Regions from separate parts of the Sus scrofa genome. Here regions 1 and 3 are each linked to region 2. Evidence: chromatin contacts called from public Hi-C and HiChIP or PLAC-seq data. All regions are on one chromosome and are shown on one strand. Each heading gives the region's core, a stretch centred on a gene start, on an enhancer-like site or on the middle of the called end of the contact. The rest is flanking DNA. Distances are from core to core; before and after follow the strand shown.

Region 1 (4,726 bases), core at 2,200-4,699, 440 kb before region 2:
GCCACATCTAGGCCCCCTCTGCCCCATCCAAACCCCACCGAGAGAACGGGCGGCCTGGCCCCTCTCCCCGCTGAACCGCGGGAGGAGAGGGAAAGACTGTGGGGGCTGCCGCTCAACAGCCCTCTCCCAAACTGAAGCCGTTCCTTCTGACCTGCTCCAACTTTGTCTTCCAGAAACAGGCGAGGAGGGGCCGGCGGCAGGTGAGGGGCTGGGTAAGGTCAGAGGGAAGCTGACCGCCCTCAGCACGACGCGGGGATACTGGGCAAGAAAGGAACTGTGCGCGGCGGGGCTGTGCCCTCAGTTCTCCCCAACTCCCCACAGGTTCTGTCGAAGGGCCGGGGCTGGGAACGCTAGCCCTAGCCCTGGGGATCCTGGGAGGCCTGGGGACCGCCGCCCTGCTCGTCGGGGTCATCATGTGGCACAGGCGGCAACGCAGAGGACAGGAGAGGTGAGCAGAGGAGGCCAGAGGGCCTCCAGGCAGCAGGGAGGGGTGCGGGGGGAGGATGACAGAGTGCTGGAAATACGGCGAATTCTCCCCAACGCCCCCTCCCAGGAAGGCCCCCGAAAACCAGGAGGAAGACGAGGAGGAGCGTGCGGAGCTGAACCAGCCGGAGGATCCCGAGGCGGCTGAGAGCAGTGCAGGAGCGCCTTGAGCAGCCCCAGCCAGACGGCCACCCACCCTCTGCCTTTTCTTTTTCCCACACTCGGTTCTGGCCCCAGACCAGTTCACCCCTGTATAATCTCCACCCCGCCTCCCCAAGCTCTCCTCCACAACCAGAGCCCCCCACAAGCCATCATGAGTAAACACCTGACACATCTTGCCCCATTTGCTTGTGTTTGTGTGTGTGTGTGTGAGACACCCTCCCCCCCACCACACCAACACCCACTCACACCAGGGAGAAGATGCTCCCTGTTGTGGAAAGAAGGAGGGACAGGGACGGACAGAGGTGGGCGGAGATCCCATGAATACATCTCACCTTATTTATTGAATTTGTAAGAAAGGAGGTAGTAAGGGGAAGGAAGCACTGAAGACTCGGAGCCCACATTAGACACTGGGGAGGGAAAAATTAAATTAAATCAACAAGGGGAACGTGGGGGGAGCATCAGAGGGAGCCTTGCCCACCTGTCAGCATCAAATCAAGAAGTGTGGGGGAAGCAAAGCATTGGGAGGGAGGAGGGCCGGGCCTCCTCTTCGGTCCTCCCCCTCCCTGAGCTGGGAGTTACGTTGCTCTCGAGGGAGCCGTCCGTCCAGAGCAAAGGTTCTCCCATCCTGCAGATGTTGCCCCTCCTCCCCACACCCTCCCAGAGAGTGGCCAGGGTTGGCCTTAGGCGACAGAAATGGAGGGTGTGTGGGGGGGCAGCGAGGATCCGGGAGTAAGGAAGGGTCAGCAGGGACCCCCAATACTGATTCTCCTCTGGCTGGAGGTGGGCAGGAGGGAGACACAGCTCAAATACTGAGCAGCCAGAAAAAGAAGAAGATGGCGAGAAACAAGAAGAGGGAGTCCTGCCAGCTGGAGGCCGGGTGACCCTGTCCCAGATCCACACCTGTGGGAGAGAAGAAAGCTGTGGACGCAGCGGCCACTGGGAGGCCAGGAGGGAGGCAGGGCTGCGGGGGTCGGAGGGCTCGCCAGGAGCAGCTGAGGGAAGGCTCTTACCTGTCCCCCGACGAAATGGCTCGTGGGTATTGAAGACGGTGGTGAAAAAGCCAAAGGGAAAAGCACCAACACCAAACGAGAAGTGAAAGCCCCCAGTGTCGCCAAATGGCTGGAATCCCTAGGGAGGTGAAGAACGTCAGTGGGGAGCTGGGCAAGTCTTTGGCAAGGAAGGAAGGCAATCACACAAGACTCACCCCTCTGCTCTCAGGCGCCGGTCGCTGGCCCTGCGGGCGGGGTGGAGTTTTCAATCTGAGGAAGAGGAGAGGGATGATCAACAGGGAATAATACTCCCTCCTCTTCCCTTCCCTCAGCACTACCTCCCCTCTCTCACCTGGGATCCTGGGGCTTCTGGCTCCCTCGCCCATAGAGGGGGACAACCTTTTCTCTGCTGATCCCAGCTTTACACACTGGGCACTCTTGCCGCTCTGGCCGTGTCTCCAGCCACTGGGGGAAAAAAATGTAGTGGTTTCCAGTACACAGAAGCGTCTTCCAGCTCCTCAGACCTCCCCATCTCCCTCTTCATCTCCTCTGAGTACGCACCTGATGAAGACAGGGCCAACTGGAAAGGGGGAAAGAAAAAGGTCAGACCAGCTACACAAAAGACACAGACTCAAACTCAGGGTCCTAACTCGCCACCCGTTCCCAGGTGTTACCTGCTGTTTCCTGCCATATTTTCCACAACCTCTACTATGCCAGCCAAACTGGCCTCCCTGCTTCTCTGACTTTCCAATACCTAGAGCTACGTCCACCCTCAACATGCTCAACCCGCTCCTCTCCCCCTCTCTTCTCAACCTTTCAACTTAATTTCCAGTTCTCTTGACCATCCTTTTCCAGATCTCCTTTCAGCCCCAGCCCCATCTATGCCCCCATTAATCCCAAACCAAACCCCCTTTACCAGTATCTTCTTTTGCTACTCCTTTTCTTCTCTCCCATGTCCAATAAAGGGCCCTCTTTCCATAATTCCTTAACCTCTGGGGACTGCTCCTCTACAGCACCCCTGTCCCCAGGTTTGTCATCCTGCCCCTTCCCATATCTCACCGGAATGTGATCCCACGTTCCCCAGATCTCCCTTTACTCACCTGATGCCTATCTCCCCTGACCTTTGAGTCTAATCTGTTCCCAACCTCCCTGGGGTAAGGTGGCTCGGGTCTCATCTGCACCGCTGTGCAGCGCCCACCCCCTGTGCCCCCTTTCCTCTTAACACACCGTACGCCCCAGCTCCTAGTTTCTATGACTCCTTTCCACAGGTCTCCTCTGCACAGATGTGACCCTCTCGCCCACACATACCTAAAAAGACCTAAGAACCCTCCTGAGGCCTCACCTAGGAGAATGTGCCCTCTGATCATCTATAAGCCTATATGCCCCCTCTCACCCCCAGCCTCCATACTATAGAGGTGAGACCCACTCTTTTTCGCCCCCTTCCCAGATTCTCACCAGTACAGGTGGCCACACACGCTGACCACAGCTTCCCGAGCAGTCTCCAGACATATATTACATTCGAAGGTCGCGCCCGCCCCGCCCCGCTCGCGGTTTGGCCCTTCGGGGCCCCCGTCCTCCTCCTCCGCTGCTGCCATGGCCGGTTCTGCTTCGCCCCCGTGTACCCCTTAATCCCCCGAAACACACGTACAAGCGCCCCAACAAACGAGAAACCGCCTCCTGCCCACGATCTTTGGGCAGGCCTCAGGGTTTTCTAATTACTATAGGTCTGAATGCCTGTCAATCCCACAGGGTCAAAAGAAAGGATTGGTCCAAAGGGCAGGGGAGCAAAGAGGTTTGCGCGGTGCTGCCCTTGCACAATGTCTATTGGCTGACACAGTCACAGACAGTAAGCACGGCCACCGGATTGGTATTAACTCCACACGTCCTGTCGCCGGCCAGGGAGGGCTTTATTCGTTTGAGTAGCTGCCAGTCATAACCAAAGGCCAGAAGCAATTGGCTCCAGACTACGTAGACCTCGCCCACTAGAAGGCCCTTTCTTTCCTTTACTTCCTTCTTCACAGAATGTCGGGATTCCTATTGGACTTTGGAGCGTAAGGCTCCAAAGCAATTGATTGGCTAGAACTAGACGGAAAATGGTGGCTAGGCAAAATGCGCGTGCGCAGCCGGCGGAGGGGCGGGGAGGGCCAATCCTGTGAGGGTTGAGCCTTCTCTGATCCCACCCCTTCACCTCGCTCTCTTGTCGCCATGGTGACTGCTCTACAATTGGCGAGGTTTGGAGTTCAAAGGCCTCGGCTCGGCCTCATCCGGGTCCTCCGATCGTGGTTTTTTTTTTTTTCTCTCTCTCTCTCTGTCTCTCTGCTGATTGGGTTGTTCCTTTCGCCCCTGATTGGCCGAGATCGGAAAAGACAGCGAAGAGCTCGGAAAAGAGGACCATTACTGGGGTCGCAGGGTTCAAAATGGCTCCGGCCTCCTTCGGTGACGTAAAGAGCAGAACTTGGGTCCGCCCCTCACTCTTAGTGAAGAAGGGAGCAGAATTGGGATTAGCCCGACGTTTGGATGGTGCGAGCATCGATCTGCGGCGCTGGTGTTAATCCATCTCCCTCGGCTGGACGACTCAGCCCGCCCCTCCTTAGGTGATTTACACAGCAGAACTGAAGGCCCATCCCCCTTTCAGTGTGACACAGAGTAGAACAGGGTTGACCTCCTCTCCGTTTTAAGCCTTAAGAGCAAAAATCTCCTCGGCTTTGTGAATGGGTGCAGAAGAGGCAAGGCCCGCCCCTTTTTAGGCGACCCGCGGCGGGATGGGGTTAGGCCCGCCCCTTCCTTCACGTACTTGGCCTAGCTGACCTGGGGTCTTCCTCTGAGCTGTACCCCCAGGGACTTGGGCAACCTGCTATAGAGCTTGGGCCTTTCGTACGAGTTTGGTCCTTTTCTACAGTCAGTGGTCCTCACTGTGGCCCAAGAAGCAGAACTAGGTAACAGTCTTCCCATCACCAGTATTCTTTACATCCTCTTCCTCAGGGCTTGTAAAACGCTTGCAGGGCAAAGGTGTCTGAGAGGGTTGAGGCCCGACACAGGCTAAGGGCTGCTCAACAACATCCCGGTAAAAGGCCTCACGTGACTCAAGTGAG
Region 2 (4,723 bases), core at 870-3,369:
GTAATGAACCTGACTAGTATCCTTGGATCCCCAGGTTGCTGTGGCTGGGGCATAGGCCAGCAGCTGCAGCTTTGATTCAACCCCCGCCTCCAAAAAAAAAAAAAAAAAAAAAAATCCTGTCCCCATTCCTGCTTCCCATCTCTAAGAGTCAGTTTTGGCCTCTCCTTAGGGGCAGCTGGCTTGCTGAGGAAGGTGGAGGCTGAACAGCTTGGGTTCTGAAGGCGCTCACAATCCCTTATGTTAACACACAGCTCTGCACGTTACAAAACATTTTAACGTGAGGTGTCTTAATTCTCCTAATAGCTACCAGAAACAGGTGCTACCGGTAGCACTGTGGTAATAAAAACATGGGTTGATGAGTCCAACATTACATTGCTGGAGGGTGGCAGGGTCAACCTGAGGCCCAGTCTTGCCTTCAGTATGAGTTAGTGAGAGAATTACTAAGGAGACTCTTTCTTAACGTGAAAGGGTTTTTACGGAAGACTGTAAAACAAGTATCTAGAAACTGAATATATACTATGCGAGAGAATGCCTGGCCAGATTATATGTGGAAAGGGACAAGGAGGTTAAGAACTCACTTCACAGAAGAATTCATTGCCACGGAGCCCACAGAACCAGGAAATCCAGGACACCTCCTCTGAGCTGCTCATCTTCACTTCAGCTAGAAAAAGAAGAGTGTCAGCCTAAGCTCTCCTCCCTGCCTCTGATATCCTCCCTCTTCCCACACTTTGCCCTCCAACCACAGAAGAATTTAGGGCCACCCTTTCTTAAAGGATCCTAGACTGGAGCAGTTCTCTCCAGCTCCTCCTATTCACACCTCAACCCCTTTTTTCAGAGACAGGAAATTCTCTGGGGTCCCAACACTTGTGTGTAACCGGCAGGTCTTGACCCATTAGTCCTATCCACATCCCTAACGCTCCCCAAGGCCAGGCCCCTCTCTCCTCTATGTCAACTCCAGCAGGGCCTGCGGCTCAGATTCCCTACCCCCGCAAGTCTCCGTTTGTCCCCGGCCCCATTCCCAAGGTTTCCGAAGTTTCTTTCCAGGCAAGAGCTAAGCTCCTCTTTTTCTCAAAGTCTGGGGATGGCAGTTAGGTCCCTTTCACGGGAGTCTCCTTATCCCGCCTCCATCCTTCAGACCACCCCCTCCTTCCTTCGGTCCCGGACCTGGTCACTTCCTTCCCCACCCCCACATCAAGGCACGGAGACCCCTTGTGCCGCGCCCAGGAACAGGGGACGCGGCGCGGCAACGACCTCAGACTCACCGGCTGGACGGGGACTGGGACCGGGGGGGCGGGGAGGGGAGGGGAGTTTCTGCTTCCAAGGAACCGCGGCGACGGCTACAACGCAGGCCGCGGATCCAACCGCGGCAGGCGAAGTGGGGCGGGGGGAGTGGAAACTGGGGAGGGTGGGGAAGAGGGCAACGCGCAAGCGCTTAAAATCGTGCGCCGCGGTGAACGCCGGGAGATGGAGTCCTCGGAAGCTAGAAACTGGCGCAACTGAGAAAGGGCGAACTACGAATCCCAGGACGACCCGCCCACGACCCTGGTGTCGCGAGGCCCCTGAGGGAAACGCTCCGGGGCGGGGCGTAGGGAGCCGCCACCGGAAGCGGAAACGCAGTACCGTGTTCTGGGCCAGGGAGCCTGGGAAATATAGTCGAGTGATCTTATCACCGTGGGGCTGAGAGGGGGCGGGGAAAGGAACAAGACAGGCTGGATCATTTACTGCCGCTCCCTCTCACACAACGAGCCTCAGGCGTGCGGCCCTGCTACCCAGACCATTGACCTCATCACCGACCAGCTGCCTGGCCCTTATCGCTTGTGGAGCCCCCCTGTCCGAGTCAGCCTGCCAAGGAGACCCTCAACGGGGCCCATATTTCACTCAAGGGTTTGATCTCCTGAGGTGGGAGGTGAGGCCGGGTTCCGCGCTGAGGGACCTGGGTAGGGTGTGCTGGCTGAGCTGAGAGGTGTGAGAATCGGGAAGGTCCCGTGCGCTAACCTGAGGTGGCGCCAGCCATTCTGTTGCTCGTCCCCTTGCACTTCTCCATTTCCTTTTAAGGCTTGAACAGGGCCTTCTGCTGCGGGTGCTAAGTGCGACCTTCCAACCCTGGTCAGATTAATGGTGAGGGGCTGCGTGACTATTTCATTTCACGGCTTCTGGGCATTCTCCGCCTCAGGGCCTTTCTTAACCCAGAGGGTGGTTTCCCAGGTCCAGAAAATGAGCTTGGAGCGGGGGCCACGTTGAGGGAGGCGAAGAGCATTGTGGGGGCGTTAGGTAAAAGCAGGACCCCAACCGACAGATATTTCTCGATCCTCGCGCTACCAGGGCACGTGGCGTTTTGCGCTTGTGTTATTGGAAAGATTCCAGGGCGGGAAATAGCCCGGAGCAGCGCGCCTGCGTGCTCCAGTATTGTTTTTGTTTGTCCCCCGCCCGCTCCCCATTCAGCTGCGCATGCGGCTTTGACTGTGGACGCCTTTGCTTAGAGTAGCGCCATTTTGCAGTACGGAAGCTGCAAAGCAACGAGTGGAACCTCCCCGCGAATCGGCTTCCTGCTTCCGGACAAATGTCAAGTCTGTTTTTGTTTAAGAATACCCCGAAATAGGATCCAGGAAGATTTAAAGAGCCAGGCTGATTGTTTTCCTTAATGGTATGTCCCGCGCAGTTGTAAAGTAGTTTCAGAGAAAGGCTGTTATTATTGATGGTGAGGATGGAGTGGGGGCAGAGCACAGGACTTCTGGGCAACTGTCTTACAGAGTCTACTTTGTTAACCTTTACTAAGGGGCATGGTCTGTTACCATAGGGTTTCCTATTTTTACACAATCCGTGGTCCTCGGGGTTCACTTTCCGCGTAGGAGGGTTTTTGTTTGTTTTTGTCTTTAGGGCTGCACCGGTGGCATATGGAGGCTCCCAGGCTAGAAATGGAATTGGAGCTACAGCTGCTGGCCTACACCACAGCCACAGCAACGCAGGATCCAGCCGTGTCTGCAACCTACACCACAGCTCACAGCAACGCCGGATCCTTAACCCACTGATCTGAGGCCAGGGATCGAATCTAATCAGGTTTGTTAACCACTGAGCCACGAAGGGAACTCCCGGGAGGGGATTTTTGATTCTAAGGATACTTGTTTTTATCCCAGCAGGTGTCTGTAGGTGATTCTGGTCATTGCAGGACCATCTGGGACTTGGCTTCCCCCTGCCTAATCTCATTTTCCCAACTCTCCCCAAAGCCATGTCCGGGTCCTCCCTCATTAACTTTACCCCAGCCACTGACCCCAGTGATCTCTGGAAAGATGGGCAACTGCAGTCACACCCTGAAGAGCTGGAGCCCACCCTGGATGGGGCTGCAGCCCGGGCTTTCTATGAAGCTTTGATTGGGGACGAGGACAGCACCCCTGAGCCCCAGAGATCTCAGCCTGAGCCTGCTAGAAAGAGGAAGAAAAGACGAACGATGAGGGAGACTACAGCAGGAGCATCAGGAGAAGATGGACAAAGGAGATCCCTTGAGGCAGAGGACAAGATGACCCAGCAGATACTGAGGGCAGCCCAGGAGGGGGACCTGGCAAAACTGAAAAAGCTGTTGGATCCCCATGAGGCAGGGGGAGCTGGAGGGAATATCAACGCTCGAGATGCTTTCTGGTGGACCCCACTGATGTGTGCTGCCCGAGCAGGCCAGGGGGCAGCTGTGCGCTATCTCCTGGGCCGTGGGGCGGCCTGGGTGGGGGTCTGCGAGCTGGGTGGCAGGGATGCTGCTCAGCTGGCGGAAGAAGCAGGCTTCCCTGAAGTGGCCCGCATGGTCAGAGAGAGCCCCGGAGAGACAAGGAGTCCAGAGAACCGGTAAGGGGAAGCCTTATCTTTCATTGTGTTCTGCCCTTCCTCACACTTCACACAGGAGGCCACAGAATAGAGCCAAAGGGTTTACTTTCCTGTTCCCTAATGTAGGCTGATCGGGCAGTGTGATTATGAACAGGATACTCCCTTGGATTATTTTTTATATAAAACATTTTTTTCATTAAAAAAAAAATTGGGGTAGTTCCCATTGCGGCTCAGTGGTAACAAACCCAACTAGTATCCATGAGGACGAGGGTTCAGTCCCTGACCTCAGTGGGTTAAGATCTTGGCATTGTCGTGTGGTGTAGATCTCACATGAGGCTCGGATCTCACATGGCTGTGGTTGTAGCATAGGCCAGCAGCTACAGCTCTGATTTGGCCCCTAGTCTGGGGACTTCCACATGCCGCAGGTGTGGCCCTAAAAAAGACAAAAAAAATTTTAAGTTTTTTAATTGAAGTATAGTTCACGTATATTTGCTATATTCCCACATTGCATGGGCTCCTTGGGTTTAAATCCTGACTGTACTTACGTGGGCAAGCAACCTAACCCATGTGCCTCAGTTTCCTCATCTAAGAAATGGAGCAATAAAAGCACCTTTCTCTTAGGGTTGTTAGGGTCAAATAGGTTAATATATGTAAAGTGCTAGAAAAGCACCTGTCCCATACTAAGCACTATACCAACACTAGCTATGGTCACTATTGTTATTTTTCATCACCCAAGAACTTTGTGAAGCCTTTTTAACATCTGTTGGCTCAACTATTCCCTTTTGGGTCTCTTATCATGAAGTGGGGAGGAAGGCAATTTGTTCCTCAGCAGAAATACAGGAAGGACCTAACCCTGCCACCCTCCTGAGGCCTCAATCCTTGTGTTGCCCTTAACCATTCTTTTTTCTTTGCA
Region 3 (4,264 bases), core at 307-2,806, 380 kb after region 2:
GAGCTGTTGTACCTCTGTCTTCCTCACCTCTTCATGAGCCCAGCCTGGCTGAGGAGCTGAGCCAAGTCCTGGCTGACGGCTGCACTGGGGGAGCCCACCATGAAGTGCAGGACCACCTGAGGAACAGAAGAGACCAGAGAGACAGATGCCTCTAAGGGCCCTGGGATGGGAGCACAAGCAGACACACACAGAGTCCCAAGTCCTTACCTCCCATCGCTCCTCAGCATACTTGTCAAGCGAGGGCACATCCCGGGCATGCTTGTCTGGTCCCAGCTGACTTGTGTCATCAGACCAGGCCTTGCCCCTATGCCAGTACGGCCGAGAGTAAGGAACCCTGCCTGTGTTCCCTGCCCACCACCCCCCTTCCCTCTTTCTACCCTCATCTCCAGGGGCCACGAGTGGGAGACATATCCTATACCACGTAGCAAAGTCTGGTCCAACTTATTCCTAAAGGAGCTCCCAAAGGTGGAGCCCACAAGGTTCCAGAGAGGTCCCCCAGGGCCTCTTAATAAGTAGTTTAATGAGCAGTTTAATCACTAGTTCCCCTGCCTGGCCTAGGAAAAGATGGAAGTGACATACCCACCCAGAAGGGCAATGCGGAGGTTTTGGCGGAAGATGGGGTTGAGGATGAGGCCCTGGAGGCCACCAGGGAGCAGCTGGGTGTGCCAGATACGGAGGCCGCTCAGCAGCCCCGTGCTTTCCTCCTGGGCTCTGGAACAGAAGAGGAGAGGTGAGGGGAGTGTCCAGAGAACAAAAGGAAGGAAGCCCATAAAGACCACCATTTCTGCCTTTTCTGAACTGGTGGTCCTTGGAACACTGTTTCACAGAGTGAAATTGGTATCTTCTTAAGGCAAATTTCTTTACTGCAGCACCTACCAGAACCTTGTTATAGACATCACAACTCTCCAAGAGGCAAAATGGAGTATGCGTAGTTTCCCAAACTTGTTTAATTACAAGTTTAGTGGTGTTCCCTTGAATATACTCCAGCAGTTTGGGAAACCTGGCTGTTGAGAAATTTGTATCTGGCTGAAAGTGCAGCAGAGACTCACTTGCTGAATTCCTTCTTCACCCACAAGGCTACGGCAGCTTGTGGCAGAGGCTGCTCCAGAAAGAGCATCCGCATCACCCAGTTCTTAGCTAAAGATGGGAGCTCCCTATAAGGGGGCAGAGGGAAAACGTTAATATCAGAAACTGCCTCAGATCTGCATCCCTGCCCTCAAATGCCTCTCAAACATCTCATCTCACCCCTGGCCCTTTTACCAGTCTTCCTGCCCCCACATCTCCATCTGTTTGGGCCTGACACATTTTAGTCTCCAAGCCCCCCAGAGCTAAGCTTCTACCCATGATAACTTATTGCAGTCTGCAGGCCTCATTACATTTCCCTACTATGGTCCCTGCCATGAACGGGGTCCTCACCTGAAGACAGCCAAACAGGTGGCAGGGTGCCCATACAATCGGTCCAATACAACAGGGCTCAGGCCCCCTAAGAATTCCTGCAGATTCCTGCATTGTAGGTGTACTCGATTCAGTCCACCCCTTGAAGGGGTGCTCTCCATCACCTGAGAGATGCAAGTGTTAGTGGACCTCCGAAATCCATGCCAGTGTCACCCCCTCACCGTTCTCATTCCAATTCCAGATCCACTGGCCCCTGCAAAAATTCATCTTTTCTACAGTTTCCTTTTTCACGTCACTCATCTCCTCTTGTTTCTCCCAAACCTGACCACCCTCCTCTTCTTTCCTCCCTCCTCACTGCACTCCTGATCTCAACTCAAGTCTTCTCCAATTTCTAAGTGAAAGAATTGTCAGCTGTTCCATATTTGCAAAAATATTTTGTATTTCAGTGACTTATCTACACCCTAGGCAAAGAAAGTTTTCTGAGCCCAGTTCTCTCTCCCCTCGACCTCTCCTGGTCTGATCAGCCTATAAACTTCAATCTGCCCATTCTCTCCATCTATTTCTTGACCCCACTCCTCGTGCTGGGAACGGCAATAATTACCTTTCCCCTCCAAGTCTCATAAATCTAATTCCACCTCTTTCCTCTTCCCGTCCCTAAGACTACTTCACTCCATTCACCCTGACTCACACCGTATGATCTCCTCCTAACTCGTCCCCTACTTTCTTCCCAATGCTCGTCTCTCATCAACTCTCTCCTTCTTATACCTCCCGCCACCCCTTCTCTCCCAGCCCCCTTACCACTCAGTGTCGACCCCCTCCTCGTGCACTCCGAGTCTTAAGCCGTCGCTTAATCGGAGCCAGTGTCTCGCATTAGCTCTCAGGAATAGGGGAAAGAATGGCGGAAAGTGAGCGAAAAATATGGGGAGGGGGACGAAGGATTTCACCCACGCAAGTCCAGAGTGGAGGATTCAGAAGAGGAGTGGAGAGGTAGGGAGGAGAAGAACCGGCGCTGCACTCGCTCGCCACAGGGCATGCTGGGAATTGGAGTCTTGTCCTTCCCAGCCCGGGAGCCAGCTGAAGCGCGTCCGACTACAACTCCCAAAAGGCACTGCGGGGAGCCAAGCGGAGAGAGGCTGGCTTTTACGTAAGAGAGCCGGAGGCTCCGGAGGTCTGGCTGTTCGTTCCGCATCGCTCTCCACCCACTCGGCTAACGGCGAGTCTAACCAACCCGAGATCATGTGGGGACCCTGAGAATAGAAGTTCCCCGAGGTCTTCCTATCCGAGGTGCGGAAACCACTGGGTGGTGAGGAGCTCAGGTTCAGAGATGCAGAAACCTGGGTTCCTTGAGCTCAGTTGCTCCTCGTAAAACTGGAATAATGCACTTTCCAGAGCATTTTCTCGAATTAGGAGTTAACTCCATCCGGTGTGCCTTCCTTGGCAAGTAAATACTCAGTAAATCTTAATTGTCACGTCCTCCATGCTTCCATCCACCTCCCCGCCCCCCCCCGCCCCCTGTTAGAAGATCCTAATAAATGCAGTTTAAAAAAACAAACAATTGTTTGGTCTGATTTGATATATTAAACTACTGCTTGTTAAGGGAAGGGAACGTCTTAAGCCAGAGCCAGATCTGTAAGTTTCCCCAAATTCCTTTAAGACAAGTTTTATTATTCCCACTTTCCAGACTAGAGGACAGAAACTCAATGAGATTAAGAAATTTGTCCATGATCAGACAGCCAGAAACTGCCTAAACTGGGATTTGAGGTACATTTGCAAGTTACCAGGAATGAAAACGGTAAGAACTAAGATTTCTTTATATTTTGTAGCCTACCCATGCTTGTTTTGTTGTTCCGTAAAATCCTCAAAAGAATGGCACAAAACTGACAAACCTTCTTTATGGCAAAATGTTAAGTAAGATTGAACAAATTACAGTCTGGGAAGAAATGTTTGGTAAAATAGATAAAATACAAAGCAGTAAGAAAAAGAACACAATAGAAATATTAAGTTTAATAACAGGCAAAAAAAATACAAGTGCCATGTAACCAAATAAAGAAACTCTCAACTTCTCAACTTCATTGTTTTTTTTTCACATCTTATTTATTTATTTTTATTTTTTTATTTTTATTTTTTTTTGTCTTTTTGCTATTTCGTGGGACGCTCTCGCGGCATATGGAGGTTCCCAGGCTAGGGGTCGAATCAGAGCTATAGCTGCCAGCCTATGCCAGAGCCACAGCAACGCAGGATCTGAGCCACGTCTGCGACCTACACCACAGCTCACGGCAATGCCGGATCGTTAACCCACTGAGCAAGGGCAGGGATCGAACCCACAACCTCATGGTTCCTAGTCGGATTCGTTAACCACTGCGCCACGATGGGAACTCCTATATTTATTTTTTTTATTACTCAAATGAATTTATCACATCTGTAGTTGTATAATGATTGTAACAATTTGATTTCCCACCCCCAAACTGTCTCCTCCAGAGACCATAAGTTTTTCAATGTCTGTGAGTCAGCATCTGTTCAAAGTTCAGTCTGTCCTTTTTTCAGATTCCACATGTCAGTGAAAGCATTTGATGTTGGTGTCTCATTGTATGGCTGACTTCACTTAGCATGATAGTTTCTAGGTCCATTCATGTTGCAAAAAATGCTGATATTTCATTCTTTTTAATGGCTGAGTAATATTCCACTGTGTATATGTACCACATCTTCTTGATCCCCTCCTCTGTCGATGGACATTTAGGTTGTTTCCATGTCTTGGCTATTGCAAATAGTGTTGCAATGAACTCTGGAGTACATGTGTCTTTGCGAGTCGTGGTTTTCTCTGGATAGATGCCCAGGAGTGGGATTGCTGGATCAAATGGTAGTTCTATGT

The links. A called contact is a pair of places that touch in the nucleus more often than the background predicts. HiChIP or PLAC-seq counts read pairs in DNA pulled down with a chosen protein or histone mark.
Region 1: a Hi-C map of liver shows a contact between it and region 2, with 4 times the contacts expected there. The contact joins the promoter of RNF5 here to the promoter of GPANK1 in region 2. A contact is called at or near these places in 1 of 5 promoter capture datasets (fetal liver), 2 of 47 Hi-C or Micro-C datasets (liver and skeletal muscle) and 2 of 2 datasets of contacts at active chromatin or transcription factors (alveolar macrophages and skeletal muscle).
Region 3: a contact with region 2 is called in an H3K27ac HiChIP or PLAC-seq map of alveolar macrophages. The contact joins the promoter of GTF2H4 here to the promoter of GPANK1 in region 2. A contact is called at or near these places in 1 of 47 Hi-C or Micro-C datasets (liver) and 1 of 2 datasets of contacts at active chromatin or transcription factors (alveolar macrophages).

Annotation. Positions count from the first base shown.
Region 1 is chr7:24,214,216-24,218,941 of Sscrofa11.1, reverse strand. It overlaps RNF5 (ring finger protein 5), which reads right to left and starts at 3,449. Exons shown (of 6, transcript NM_001123224.1): 1 at 3,090-3,449; 2 at 2,196-2,214; 3 at 1,987-2,099; 4 at 1,850-1,904; 5 at 1,656-1,773; 6 at 959-1,545. The coding sequence starts at 3,229. The coding sequence ends at 1,448. AGER (advanced glycosylation end-product specific receptor) reads left to right here. Exons shown (of 11, transcript NM_001123218.1): 9 at 174-200; 10 at 322-448; 11 at 554-822. The coding sequence ends at 653.
Region 2 is chr7:23,777,742-23,782,464 of Sscrofa11.1, reverse strand. GPANK1 (G-patch domain and ankyrin repeats 1) reads left to right here and starts at 2,119. Exons shown (of 3, transcript NM_001145383.1): 1 at 2,119-2,644; 2 at 3,138-3,831. The coding sequence starts at 3,227. It overlaps CSNK2B (casein kinase 2 beta), which reads right to left and starts at 1,271. Exons shown (of 7, transcript NM_001145377.2): 1 at 1,263-1,271; 2 at 579-661. The coding sequence starts at 650.
Region 3 is chr7:23,396,597-23,400,860 of Sscrofa11.1, reverse strand. GTF2H4 (general transcription factor IIH subunit 4) reads right to left here and starts at 1,556. Exons shown (of 13, transcript NM_001123120.1): 1 at 1,417-1,556; 2 at 1,050-1,154; 3 at 580-711; 4 at 208-304; 5 at 28-116. The coding sequence starts at 1,556.